Linked DNA regions of Mus musculus: all the other regions are linked to region 1. The links are chromatin contacts, called in public HiChIP or PLAC-seq and Micro-C maps. All regions are on one chromosome and are shown on one strand. Each heading gives the region's core, a stretch centred on a gene start, on an enhancer-like site or on the middle of the called end of the contact. The rest is flanking DNA. Distances are from core to core; before and after follow the strand shown. Region 1 holds the start of Gprc5c (G protein-coupled receptor, family C, group 5, member C). Region 2 holds the start of Sdk2 (sidekick cell adhesion molecule 2). Region 3 holds the start of Hid1 (HID1 domain containing).

Evidence for each region. Hi-C and Micro-C count contacts between places; a contact is called where the count stands out from the background. HiChIP or PLAC-seq counts read pairs in DNA pulled down with a chosen protein or histone mark.
Region 2: a contact with region 1 is called in a Micro-C map of embryonic stem cells, with 3 times the contacts expected there. The contact joins the promoter of Sdk2 here to the promoter of Gprc5c in region 1. A contact is called at or near these places in 2 of 484 Hi-C or Micro-C datasets (both in embryonic stem cells) and 1 of 115 datasets of contacts at active chromatin or transcription factors (astrocytes).
Region 3: an H3K4me3 HiChIP or PLAC-seq map of bone marrow-derived macrophages shows a contact between it and region 1, with 4 times the contacts expected there. The contact joins the promoter of Hid1 here to the promoter of Gprc5c in region 1. A contact is called at or near these places in 3 of 115 datasets of contacts at active chromatin or transcription factors (bone marrow-derived macrophages, embryonic stem cells and pancreatic cancer cells).

The regions. Positions count from the first base shown.
Region 1 is chr11:114,849,593-114,853,991 of GRCm38.p6, forward strand. Gprc5c (G protein-coupled receptor, family C, group 5, member C) reads left to right here and starts at 1,940. Exons shown (of 5, transcript NM_001110337.1): 1 at 1,940-2,294.
Region 2 is chr11:114,064,686-114,069,084 of GRCm38.p6, forward strand. Sdk2 (sidekick cell adhesion molecule 2) reads right to left here and starts at 2,344. Exons shown (of 45, transcript NM_172800.3): 1 at 1,118-2,344. The coding sequence starts at 1,193.
Region 3 is chr11:115,365,315-115,369,713 of GRCm38.p6, forward strand. Hid1 (HID1 domain containing) reads right to left here and starts at 2,442. Exons shown (of 19, transcript NM_001346774.1): 1 at 2,230-2,442. The coding sequence starts at 2,295.

The DNA of each region.
Region 1 (4,399 bases), core at 690-3,189:
GGGAGCCATCTGCCCCAGGGACTTGCTTTGTCCTTTGAAGGCAGATTTTGTTACAAGAAGGGGGCCTTAGAGAACAGGGAAGAGCTAAGAGTTCTCAGATACTGGCCTCCTTTCTAAGACCAGCTGCCTCACAAGGCTAGCTGAGGGCAGGGCTCAGCCCCAGTGGGACAGTCCCTTTTAAGTGACTCTCAGTGTGTGACCAGGCCGGATAGATAACCCTGCCCGGTGGGAAGCAGGGGCTAAGAGTGTGGTTTTGTTTGGAGACAGAATCTTATGTAGTCCAGCCTGCCTCTTCTCCCCAAGGGCTAGAGCTACAGGTGTGAGCCAAGCAGGGCAAACCAGTCATATAGTTTTGGAGACTGTAGGGAAAAGAGAAGACAGAAAATTGAGATCCTTTGCAGGGTCTTGACACTCACCCCCCCAGCCCCCCCCCCCCCCAAGCTGGCTTTTCACAGATGCCAAAAAGCCCTCAGCAGAGTTAGGCATTGGTCACCTAGTTAATGAAAACCAGGCAGAGGCCAGGGAGACTTTCACCGTTCACTTAGGTCTAACCAGTCTGTTTGCCTTTCTAGCTAGCGTGGGCACTAACTGCCTGCTCCATTCAAGCCTTGACACCTGAGCCTTAGATCTCTAACCTTGGGTTGGGAGGTGGATTTAGGAATGGGAGCGGGTACCCCCACAGCAGCCACCCACTGAAATAGTTCGAGCTTTGCCACATTCCCCAGACCTGACAGAAACTACAGGGCACAGGAAAGGATTCAGGGTTCTAGAAAGTCTGGGCCCCACAGGCTTCTCCCCCCCACACCCCCCTTAAATAAACATTCCTCCTAGAGTCAGAAAAGAACAGAGCGGTGAGGAGGAACCGGCCGAAGGTTTTATCGCTCCGGCAACTCCGGGTGATTCATTGAGTTTAGACTCCAGGTTGTCATAGATGGAGGTACTCAAACACACAGCCAGTCGGGGAGGTACGGGTCACTAGCTCCCTGACCTCCTCCACCTGGCTATCCCCTCGCCTGTGACCAGCTGCCTCCCCCCTCCCGCCCCCCCGCCCCCCCCCCCTCCTCGCGGGAGCCCAGGATTGAGCAAACACGCCCTGCAGCCTGCCCAGCCACCGGCTGGCTCCGACCGCGCTCCTGGCGATCCCCCAGGCAACTCGGCGTCGCGAGAACCCGCACCCTGAGACCCGACTCCCTGCCCTCCCCCAGAGTCCCCAAGGCCCCTGTCAGGCCCAACAACCTCTCCCTTGCTCTTGCGACTTGTCCCCTACGGGGATACAGCGCAATGCAACCAGACCCACTCAGTGCTCCAAAGACAGCACAACTCACTCCCGCGGGATCCCAGGTCCCCAGAGAAAGTGGCCGGAAAGAAAAAAATCTCTTGTTTACTGGGCCAGATAGGCCTCAGCTGGGATTCGCTTCCCTATTTCTGCGGTTTCTTTTCAGCAGATTCCCGGGGCTGGAGGAGAAAGGGTGGATCCGCCCGGGCAGGGAGTGGGGGTGTGGTTCAGGGGAATCTGAATTCGTGGAAAGGTCTTCAGACTTCGGGAGAGGCTGGACTTAGAGTCAGCAACAACGTGGCCAGGAGCGCACAGACCACAGGGATCCTGTTAAACACTACCTCGGGAACAAAACTGAGAGGCTAATTAGGACAGGTCACCACAGGGAACCGGGACGCGGGGAGGGGAGCCCGCGTTGTAAGAAACTCGGGCGTGGGGTAGTCAGGCCGACAAAGACTCCGGCCAACAGCCCGCAGGGGTTCTGGACTCAGTCCACAGATTTAGGGACGTGCGCCGTGACATTCCCTCGTGATCTTGGAGACTGGGCTCTTCGGGAAGGATCACGCACGAAAGAGGAGGACGCTCCGTGTGCGCTGTGTCCACGTGTGCAAGCTCGCTAGGGGAGGGGGCGCGGAGCCGTGACAAAGACGGACTTTGTGTCCTAGTGTGTTCCTCGCTCCAGCCCGGAGCAGCGAACTGTGCCAGGCATGTGTCTCATGGGAAAGCCAGGACGAAAGTGACAAAGGTTGGGTGTCTGTCACGGGTAGACGCGCCAAGGTGGCCACCGTGAGTCTGTGGGTGCGTGCGATCGCTGGGAGATGCAGCCTAGGGGTGTACTGAGCTGCACCCCGAACCTCTTTCGGGAGAGAAAGGCGAATCCAGAAAGTGAGTACGCGCAAGTGCGCGCGCGCCCGCGTGCGGGGGCGTGGCAGTAAACAGCAACAACCCACTAGTCAGTTTGGCCAGAAACTCCGATCGCCTTTCCCAACCCGAAAGTGCGCGTCGGCCGAGCCTGGAGGTGAGTCGGAGGGGGCAGGGCCGGGCGCGCTTTGTTACTGGGGATTAGGATTGCTCGTACCTGGAGCGCTGCTGGCCCCGGAGGAGCGCCGGGAATGGAGGTGATGTCACGGTGATGCAGCCCGGCCCACCCTGGCCGAGAGAGGGGAGCACTGTGCCTGGGGAGGCGGGCGGGAGAGCGAGCCACTGAGCGCGCTTAGCTCAGTGCTCAGTCGGGGGTCCCTGGGAGGCAGGCCCCCGCACCTTTGCTCAGGCCTGGTCACCCCCCGCCTGAACGGGCTCTGGCCCCGCGCCCTGCTTTGAGTCCCTCCTACGCCCGCCGGCGCCCTGCCTGGGGCCGAAGTTGGCTCTGAGCGCGGCGCCGGAGCGGGCTGGCTGCGCGTCCCAGGTAAGGGCTGCTGCCTCGGCGCTCCGCCCTAGCCATCGGCCCGCAGGAAGGGCTGGGTCCAGCTGGCTGGGAAAGGGAGAGGGCCGAGGCCCCCGGTGAAAACCCAAGGGGTGGGTGACGATGCACCCACTCTACAAGTTCGCAGAAAGTTTCCAAACCCGAGCCAGCTGGGGATTTAATGGCTCGGGGAAGCCAGGTTCTGCGGCCGGGGGTGTTCCGCAAGGGATCTTAGTGTCGGAGAGCTGTTCCTCTATCCACTCTCGTAGTGGGAGGCTACGGTCGACTGTGACTGTAGGTTGGCTTCCTTTCCTTATTTCGCGGCAGTGCGTGGGGAGGGCAGGTTTCTGTGACCAGAGGGATTAGGGACAGAGAGCCTGGTCCTTTGCTCTTTCGGTTCGAACTTTCAGGGGCGTAGAGTGTTGACACAGTCCAGTTGGAATAGGGAGGTGAAGGCTCAGGATCTCTCCGCGGGAAGTTTGGAATTTCAGAGGCCTACGGCGCTTCTCCGTGTAGAGGCCTATGTTCTGGGTCCCACCCCTTATTCACCCCTGGTTTTTCCAGAGCGCTTTCCGTTTCTACTTCGCGCCCACACGTTTGCACTTACAAAGTTCTAAATCATTCCTTAAGATTTCACGATCTTGATTCTGAAGTACAGACACGAGAATATATAGAAGCGTGGCTTTGTGCTCCTGGAGAACCCCATCCCCCCAACAAGGTCTGTTCTGTGGCTGGGAGGGAGTGCTGCTGGCGATGGGGGTGGGGCACATTCCAAGCGGAGAGCAGACCCTTGATTGCTTAGAAGATCTAAGACTCGGCGTGCTGGGGTATTTTGGTCCAGTGAAAGGGAGGACAGTAAACGGGCTGTGGGTCCTCCCGTGCCTTAGCATCTCTCCAGGTCCGTTCTTACCGGGTTCGTAGACCAGCCTACTGCTTAGAGGGCCAGAGGGCTGAGACAATAGGACTGACTTGTCCAGAAAGGAGGAAGTGGTGGATAAGAGGATGGGGGAAGGCTGGACAAGTGTCCACCCAGCTTTCCAGGTCAGCTGCTGAGGGGACGCAGCCAGGGAGGAAGAAGGATGCTCTGTGGTGCCCCTGGCTGAACCGTCCCTACATCCAATGGGGCCCTAGGTGGCCATGGTCTTTGGTTTGAGTCAAACTCTGTAGCCTTGATCCTACTAGATAGCCTTCTTTCCCTTGGTGATGTGGTGAGTGTGTGTGTGTGTGTGTGTGTGTGTGTGTGTGTGTGTGTGTTGGATGCTGATTGGAGATGGAGAGATGAAGGGGTTGTTCTTCTTTCAGAAAGGTAGGAAGGGGAAGGTCTACTTTGCCTAACCTGCAACTGCTTAAAACCGGCCAGGGCTGGTCGTCAGCCCCCCAGCCTTGCCCAGGCTTCTCTGCTCCCTCTGAAGTCAGAGAGAAGGAGGGAGGGGATGTTGGACCTTGATTGCACTGCCCAGAGTCGGGGGCTGGGTCATCTTGACCCTGAGGAGAGGCTGAGTGCTGAGGTGATTAAACATAGTTGTAGGATTGATTCTAGGGAGGTGAAGTTTAAAAGCCTTTTTGTCCAGAAAATAATCTGAAGTAGAGTCTTGGCTGCAGCTGTTAAAACTTCTAGGGCCCTGTCTTACTCCTGGTAGAGATGGATACTATACCCTGTGTTCGAAGAACAGAAGATATTGTGAAGATACAAAGTCTCTTCACAAGCCCTCAAGACTTAG
Region 2 (4,399 bases), core at 1,094-3,593, 780 kb before region 1:
GGGACAAAGTAGGGACCCTTCTTTTCCGAGGCTCTGGGACCCCAGAAGTGGAGAAAGGCTCTGTAGGGGGATTGCGACGCCATCCCAGTCCCTACCGAAGCCCTGAAGCCCCTGGCTCTTGGGTAGGTCTGGCTTCTCTGTGAGCCTGGAAAGCCGAAGGAAATCTAAAGCTGAACCGATGAGTCTGGGGATTCACTCTAGACTACTTCTCCCTTTGCCCCCAGCAGGCGCCGCTCGGCCACCACGGCCACCACCATCTGGATCCTCGAACCCCAAACGCAAGAAAGCTCGGGTGCAGCCGCCGCCGTAGCCTACCATGACCCTCCAGGGGACCCCAGAGACGCGCGGGCATCCGCTGCAGGAGGCGGGGAGGGACAACCCCATCGCACCTCCTTTCAACACACCCACTGAACACCCACTAGCCCTTCCTCACCAGGCTGTCTGCTCTGGGCCGCTACAGATCAAAGCAGCAGTGGCCAGGCATCCAGCTAGTCCTGGAAGCTGGAGGCTGGGGCTGCCCGTTGGGTGTGTCGGGGTGGGGTGGGGGTTGGGTCTGCCGCTGTCCTCGCCGCTGGGCTCCGGGACCATGCCGCCAAACCGCCCCAGCTCTCGCGGCCACGGCCGGCCAGGCAGCCAGGCGCGGGCTCCCATACATGGCTAACCAGAGTATCTGCTCTTGAGGGGAAATCAAGCGGGCACCCTGAGCCACCACTACGGCTTCTTCCCAGCTTCTGCCCGCCCCATCTTCTCGCCCTGGGACCACACAGTGCCTGCCTGCCATGGTTTGCCCTTCCTTTCGGACGTCAAGCAGGACCAGGAGCTTAGGGAGTTCAATGGAGCCAAGACACAGAATGACGCGCCCCTCCTACCCCGACCAGAGAGTATCCACAAAGGTCCACCTCCCCGTAACCTCACCTTTCCGGTCCAGAAAGGTCAGAAGTATCAGACACTGCCCCACCCCAAACAGAGCTCCAAAAGTCGAAGAAGCGGGGAGCATTGAGACGTACAAGAGATGGTCCAGCTTGGGCCAAACGCGGTGTCTTAGGGGGGTTACCTCTCTTCTGCCCACCCAAACCCCTTCTCCAGTTCCACGTGGAGAAAGTCACCCATACCGTACCTTGGGCCCCGGCCGAGTGGATCCGATGCAGGGCCAGTAGAGTCCAGAGCGGCAGCCTCCACATGCTGCTGAACATGCTGACCGAGGGGTCCTCTAAAGTGCCCCCTCTTTGCGAGTTGCTTTATAATCCTTTGGAGTCCCGGGAGACTGTGTGGTCAAGTCCTGGACGCTATGCCCGTAGGGGCCGCACCGGCGACCCCAAATGCTTTCCCCTCTTTCTGCGCTGGCTATTCCGTAAAGCGAGGGGGAGAGCAGAAAGAGGCCAAGCCTCCTCTCAAATTCGGGGTGCCTGTATCCCTTAGCACCCCGACTCAGACTACGTCTCATAGGCAGGGCGACCCCTGCGATCCGGCCTGGTCGCTGGATGAGCTCCCGAATCAGAGGACAACTTCAGGAAACTTCCTCCTGGTGGCCACGTTGCCCGCCTCCCGCCCCTCCCCGCCCCCTGGTTGGGTTCTCCCGGGCCGACGTAGTCACCGCGGTTCCAGGCGCCGGGCCCCTGGGACTTGATGTAAGCGGAGCACAGTAGCAGGCGCGGGCGCCGGGTGTCTTTTAGAAGGGGCGCAGGGCTCGGGGGGCGCGGTTAGCATAACGGTCCGAATCTCCCCGGAGCCGAAGTTTTCTTCTCTTCTAACTTTGCAGAAGGCATCTAAGCGGGGCCGAGCCACCCTTCTCAGCTCCACGGTCCTCGTGCCCAATTCAGTGATTTCGGGGGTACCTCCCCTGGGGCTTCGGTGCGGGGCTCGCCCTAGGCTCTGAGCACCTCCGGCTAGCAAACTTTGCGGGTCCCACGGCCCGGCGCGCAGCCCCGTGCGCCCATGTCTGCGCCAGCTGCGGGCAGGGATGGATGCCCGGTTCGGGTACCCGGCTGGGCGGCCCAGGTTCCAGCCAGCGCCTGGGCACCGCGCCTCTTGCGGGCGATCCTGAGGAGGAGACCGGCGGGTCCTGCTCTCCGCCGCACCCGGGATGGAGCTCGGCGCGAGCCGCACCGGGAAAGCCCTGCCGGCAGCTTTGGGATCCGGGGTTTCGGCGCCGCCTCGGCCCCCCGGCGTTTTCGCCCGGCGCGGGGACCCGAGTCTCCACGGCTGCTCCCGCGCCTCGGCCGCGCCTGCTGCTCGCCCACCTCGGCAGCAGCTGCCTCGCAGAGCCTGGAGCTCTGGGCTGCCCGGGCTCAGCGTCCTCAGAGCTGCTCTGCTGCCGAGCCTGAGAGTCTGCCTGCGCCGAGCTGGAGCTGCGGGGGCAGCGGGAGCCGGAGACGAGCGCGGCGGAGGCGGAGACGCGGAGAGGGGGGCCGAGCGCTACCCCGTGGCCGCGACTGGAGCGCAGCCTGCGCGCAGGGAGGGGGCGGCGGCGGCCCCGAGCCAGGCCCGGGAGCGAGCCCCGCAGAAACCCAATCCGTGTGCGCGGCCGCGGACGCCTGGCGTCTCCGGGACCCACCGGAGGGCAGTAGCGCGGGCTGCAAGCGAGCCGCTCTCTCTGGCCCGGTCTTCTAGCTTCAGCCCACCCTCACTCCTCCCTAGAAGGCCTTATCCCAGTCTCCCATAGGATGAAGCCCCCAGTACCCCTCTGGATTCGACCAGGCAGAACAGTTTGGGAAGGGTGTGTGTGTGTGTTGGGGGGGGGGGGGGTGTCAACCGGTTGATTCCAGTTTTTCCTTCCCAGGTCAGACTCTTTAAAAGTCTGGAAACGCTCAGGGCGGAGAGCAAGATAAAGGGGAAGCCTGGGACTTGCAGAAGGCTGAGAAAGTGAAGTTGGTGCCAAACTCGTGCGTTCTTTGTTTCTTCTTCTTCTTCTGAGCTCCCCCTTTAAAGGCACATTAGCAGCAGAGACACAAAGGAGAGAGCCAGAGGGGTCCTCCCTCGTGGCCCAGGGAAGGGAGCAGAATGTACCTTCTAGTGTGGGAAGGCCAGGAGCTGGAAGACCCCTTTAACAGTTGTACTTACAGGCAACAGACGCCTCTACCTCCGTGGGCTCTTTTCTCTATTAAAAATATTAAAAGTAATATTTTGCGGCTGTGTTGGCGTAAAAACAAATATATTACTACATATTAAAACATTTTCTTTCATTTAAAAGTTCATTTAATTTTTCCCCTGATTTTAAAAGAAATTAAAACAGTTCCGTGGGTTTCCTAAAAGACGGTGTAGTCCCTGGCACTGAGCCTGCTGGGAAAAAAAATCAGTCTTGCAAGGTTGGTATTTCGGCTGGAAAAGGAAGGGTTGAGGCCCGTCACCTTTGCCAGCTTTTCTCTTCATGCCTCCAGGGCCCAGGTCTTCGGAGACACACCCCTGTGGTCTTCCAGTTCTGGTCATTGCCCTTCAGGCATCTCACTGACTTCGAGAGCTCTGCCTCATCTTCTCCAGTCCCCAAGCCTCTTCTCATCGCTATGGACGCAGGCACTGAACACCTCTCATCGCTCTACTGTTCTCTCCTCACCTGCCTTGGAAGAACAGCTTTGAGCATTTAGTGGAAATAGACGAAAAACCTAGCCTGCCTGTCTTCAGCTTTACATTCGTCCACTTCAAACCCTGCTTTTGTCTTTCTCCCTGGCAGTCTGAACCTAGTCCGGGCCTAGGGCTTGTTATCCGACTGAGTTTTTGACTGAGGAGTGGCTTTGGGGATAAGCAGCCTAGATCTCTCCCCCTTAGGTGGCCACGCCCCTCCCATCTCTGAGAAACCCAGATTCTGCCTCTCTACCCCCAAGCCCCAGACTCTGAACTACACGCTTGAGAGCTCAGGCCCTGCCCATCCCATCAGAAACAGCTGTTCTTTAGGGTGTTGTTACAGGGCTTGCTCACAGAGGGGGCCTGAGAGTCAGTTTTGCAGCAATTGCTTCTTAGCCAGCAATCGGAGCAGAGACACTGTCTGTGCCCTTGGGCTGGAGTTCGTGTGGGTACCAACGTCTGAAACCTTGGTGGATTTCTCCATTTGGGTCCAGTGCCCAGACTTGTAACTGCAAGAGTCTGAGCTAGCTGCTGCTCAGGTTCCAAATAGCATTTGTGCTCATCCTAAGAGCAGACCTTCTGAACAGGCAAGTGTGTCCTTACAAATCTAGACGCTTTATCCCCGGGATAGGATGAAGAAAGGGAGGGTGCTCTCCTGTCTTTGTGGGCTGTCTTCCATGCTCATGTGGTTAAGGGGAGTCCTTATCCCCGAAGCTCTCATCCAGCCTGCCTCCATCCATCTGGAAAAGAGAGAGCATGGCGGGTAGGGCGGGGAATCAGCCTATGCAACCACAGAAAGGTAGTTTTCTTTTTATCCCTCTGAGAGGAACTTGTTTCTGGA
Region 3 (4,399 bases), core at 1,192-3,691, 520 kb after region 1:
CTGGTCTCAGAGTTAGGGTTAAGCCCTGCCCAGGGCTGGCTAATAGGGCAGGAAGAAAACAGGATGCAGGGCAGGAAGGCAGGGAAGGCTGACCTGCAAGAGCTCAGACCCAGGCTACAGTAAGGTCCACTTGTCTACTGCTCAAAGCACAGCCTCGGAGGGCTTAGAAGTGAGGTCATCCTGTGGCCATCACATCTGCAGCCCCTTGGGGATACTGAGTTCGAAGGTCCAGGAAGACCTTTTCGGACCAGATTCTTGAATCCCAGCTGCTCAAAGCTGATCACTAGAGTCCAAGGCTTTGGCCCCCACCCACTTGTGAGAGTCCCATGCTTATGAGAAGGCCCACAGGCTAGTGAATGGCTCAGCAGTAAAGGCACTTGGTAAAAATGCTTGGTAAACATAATTTGTGCTTGCTGCCAAGCCTAACCTAAGTTCCATCCCTAGGGCCCACATAGTGGAAGAAGAGAACTGACTCCCATTGTTGTCCTCTGACCTTCATGTATATACATGATACACATGTATACACACACACACACACCAAAAATAATAATAATATAAACTGAAAAGAAGGAGACAGATGGGAGAGGAAGAAGAGAGATAAGAGAAGGGGGAGGAGGAAGAGGAAGATGGGGGAGGAAGAAGGGGAGTAGTCCACACTGGGTCTCCAATCTATTCTAGACCCTGATCCAAGCAACTGTCTTCATCTGAGAACAGACTATCTCAACCAGGTACAAACCTACTGATGTAGTATTCAGGGGGAGGGTTCCTAAGCAGGTCACTGCCCACCTTTCTAGAGCTGGTTTAATCCTGCTGCTAAAGGACCTGCTCAGCCCACCAAACCATCTTCCAGCAAGCCAGCCCCTCCCCAGGCAGGGCAAACATGGGAGACGCTCCCCCAGCTCTCACCACCCTACACTGTGCAAAATACCACACACCACCCTTTCCTGCTACCCACTGATGGAGAGTCTCACGTCTGAGGTTCTGGAACAAGCCACAGGAAGCAAAGAGAAGCAGTTCTGGTTTCCGCCAAGTGCCCCTCAGATAGAAACAGGCTCTCTAGAGGCCCTGGCATTCCTTTCCTCGGCCTCTGACCTTCCCAAGGTGGGTAACAGGGTGTGGGAGTAGTGGTCGGCTCTCTGAGGCTGTGACTGGCTGGTTGTGGGTAGGCAGCTCTCCTGATCCCACTCACACTGGCCAAGAACAATATAGAGCTCTGAGAACAGTCGGATGGGGGTGGGGTTCCAGATGGCAGTAGGTCCAGAGCCCTTTGACAGGCAGGGCCTTGGAGAGGCTGCTGGTATCTCCATAACCAGAGTAGCCTGGTTTCCAGAAATAAAGATTGAAGGGACGACAGGGAAGGAACCTTGCTGGGTCAAGAGGTGTGTGCTGAAGGTAGGAGGCAGCTTCTGTGACACTTGTAGACACGGGGGATGGGGGGGGGGAGTGTGGACTGGAGTTACCCATGGCTCCCTCTCCAACAGACCAATGATAATCTCCTCATCCCCGAAACCCCAATCCCTATTCCGGGTGCCAAAAAGCACAGCCAATCAGCTCCACCGGGCCTGGAGAAGCCCCTGGATCATCACTAGCTGGAAAGCTGGCTTCCCTAGGCCTGAGGACAGCTCCTCTTACCCAGCTGCCGCTGCCTGCCACTCTATGAGCTCCCAGGAAGACCTGGGCCTTCCCTACCCTCAGGCATCAGCCAGGGCCCAGAGAGGCCACCGCTGCCACCGCTGCCATCGCGCACCAGCTGTTTTCCCCAACCCAGGCAGGCGCCGGCCCGGCTTTGTTTGCATTGAGTCAGCCGGGGCTGTATGTCCGGGACCATGGGCACTGAGGGGCAGGGAGACCAGCGGGGCGATGGATGGGTAGGTGGGAGCGGGAAGAGGCTGGCTAAGCGAGGCTGCGGGCACCGGGGGGGCGGGACAGGGGGCGGATAACGTTGTCGCCGCCGGCTCCAGGAGTAGGCACACGTCAGCCTAAGGTGGCAGCAGCAGCAGTGCCCGGGAGAGTGTTCCCAGGGGAGAGTAGGCATAGGGTGGGCTCCCAGAGGCAGGGATGGAGCCCTAGTTACAAAGGAAAAGTCCCGTTCCGGTGCTTGTTTCAGCATCCCCCTCTGGATTAGCCGGTCACCCCACCCTCGGGTGAACCGTGTTCACCCAGCCCCCCCGGCCCTGCCCTGCCCCCAGGGCCGGCAGGTGGATGAAGAGGCTGGGCCCCCAGGCGCACCTGCGTCTTGGTGGTCAGCTGGATCACCGCCTTCCGGAAGTTCAGCTTGGAGTCTGCGGATCCCATGTCGATGGACCCCGCTCCAGCCCGACCCCGGATTCCGACTCTGCCGCGGGCTCCGGCTGTGACTCCAGCTCCAGCTCCGCAGCCCCGGCTGCTCTCTGGGGAGCGAAGCTGCGAACCCCGCCTGCCGCAGGCGTCGGCCCCGCCCCTGTGGCTCCGCCTTTAGATCCGCCCCCACGAGGCCCCGCCTCTGCACCTGCCGCTCAGGCCTCCAAGAAGAAGTCCGGAGTTCTCCGTGGAACCCAACTCCTGGTCCTTTCGTCTGCAACTGAGTGTTGTCCTCGATCCTCAGTCCGCAAGACTGAAACCCTCCTGGTATCTCATCTCCTGCCTCCACCTTCATTCTTCATTCCTGCTCAGACCCGCAGTTTCTCCTCCAATCCTCTCTACCTGATGTTCATGCTTTCCTACTATTGTTGCTATCTGAGCTTGCTTGCTTTTTCTCTTTTCTTTTCTTTTCTTTTCTTTTCTTTTCTTTTCTTTTCTTTTCTTTTCTTTTCTTTTCTTTTCTTTTCTTTTCTTTTCTTTCCTTTCCTTTCCTTTCCTTTCCTTTCCTTTTCTTTTCTTTTCCTTTCCTTTCCTTTCTTTTCTTTTCTTTTTCTCCTCTCCTCTCCTCTCCTCTCCTCCCCTCCCCTCCCCTCCTCTCCTCTCCTTTCTTTCTTCCTCCCTTCCTTTCTTTCTGTTTGCTTCTCTTTCTGACCTATCAAATCCACGTGTCTAGCCTTGAAGTTATTCTAACCCTTAAAAGGTTTAGCTCTTGCTTGTGTGGAAGGATGGGCTGACTCAGTGTCCCTGTTCCAGGAAGGCAGCTCAGCAGTGAAAAATCCCTTGGGTCTTGACGCTTATCTAGCTCCCTGGCTTCCCTGAGAACTCTTTGAAGTGTAGAGGACATGACATAAACATCACAGATCCTGGTTTCAGAAGAAAGGAGTTTACCCATGGTATAGCCTAGTACACTGTGTTTGTTTTGTGAGGAGTTTATCGTAGGCTTGCCTCGAACTCACTGTTACTGGTGATGAATTTTTTAATCCATCTCCCAAGTACCAAGGTCACAGGTTCCATGATCACCCTTGGTATTATGGGGTGCTGTAGATTGAACCAAGAGGTTCTTGGATGTTAGGCAAGCACTCTAATTATTAAATTAAGAGTAATAGCTGACAACCCAATAAAAATAGTTGATCCACATATGAGATCTCAGAACTCAGGAGGTGAAGGCAAGAGGGACTGTCATCCTTGGTGAATAGTGAGTTTGAGACCAGCATTGGCAAAATCCAAAATAATCTGGTATTTATCTAATATATATATATCTCATAGCAAGCCAGGACAGCAGGACAGCCAGGGCCATGTATGATGTATGTGTCCCACCCCTCACACAATCATGTTACTGTGTCTAGAAGTTTCTGAGAATCCTGGATAGTTCTAAACAACATGACTTTAATCTAAAGGGGGATCCCGGAGTTGTAAAATAAGGAGTATGCTCCATCAAGGCAGCTGGATCAGGTGTAGAGGTAGAGAGAGAGGGCATGGTCTCACTACCTCACAGAACAAGCCACAGCATTGGGTAGCTCTAGCTTTTCTCTAAAGGTATGTTGTCCCTACAAAATTCTGGGTGTGCCCCCAGGGCTTTTTTTTTTGTAATCACTCTGAGATAATGAATGGTTTCTTTATTCAGTTTAAAAAAAAAAAAAAAAGCATAGCACCAAGCCAAGTATGCTAACACAGGCCTTTAATTCTAGCACACAAGAGGGAGAGGCAGGCAGGTCTCTTTGAGTTCAAAACCAGCCTGTTCTACATAGCTGGTTCCAGGCCAGTCAGAGCTACACAGCAAGACCCCATCTCAAACAAATAATACCTGAGAATCTGTGGACCAGCACTTGGCACCAACACCACTGACCTGTGGGCTTTCAAGAGAGTCCCAGTGAGACTATCAAATTCCAATCTTCAGCTTGCCTAAGATAACAGAAATTAATCTGCCTCTGGCTTAGTTGGTTGGTGGATCAGGTATTAGCTGAATATAAAGTTTTCTTGTTTCTTTGCTTATTTGCAGACAGGATCTCCTGTGGCCCAGGCTGACCTGGAACTCTTTATGTACCTGAGATTGGCCTTG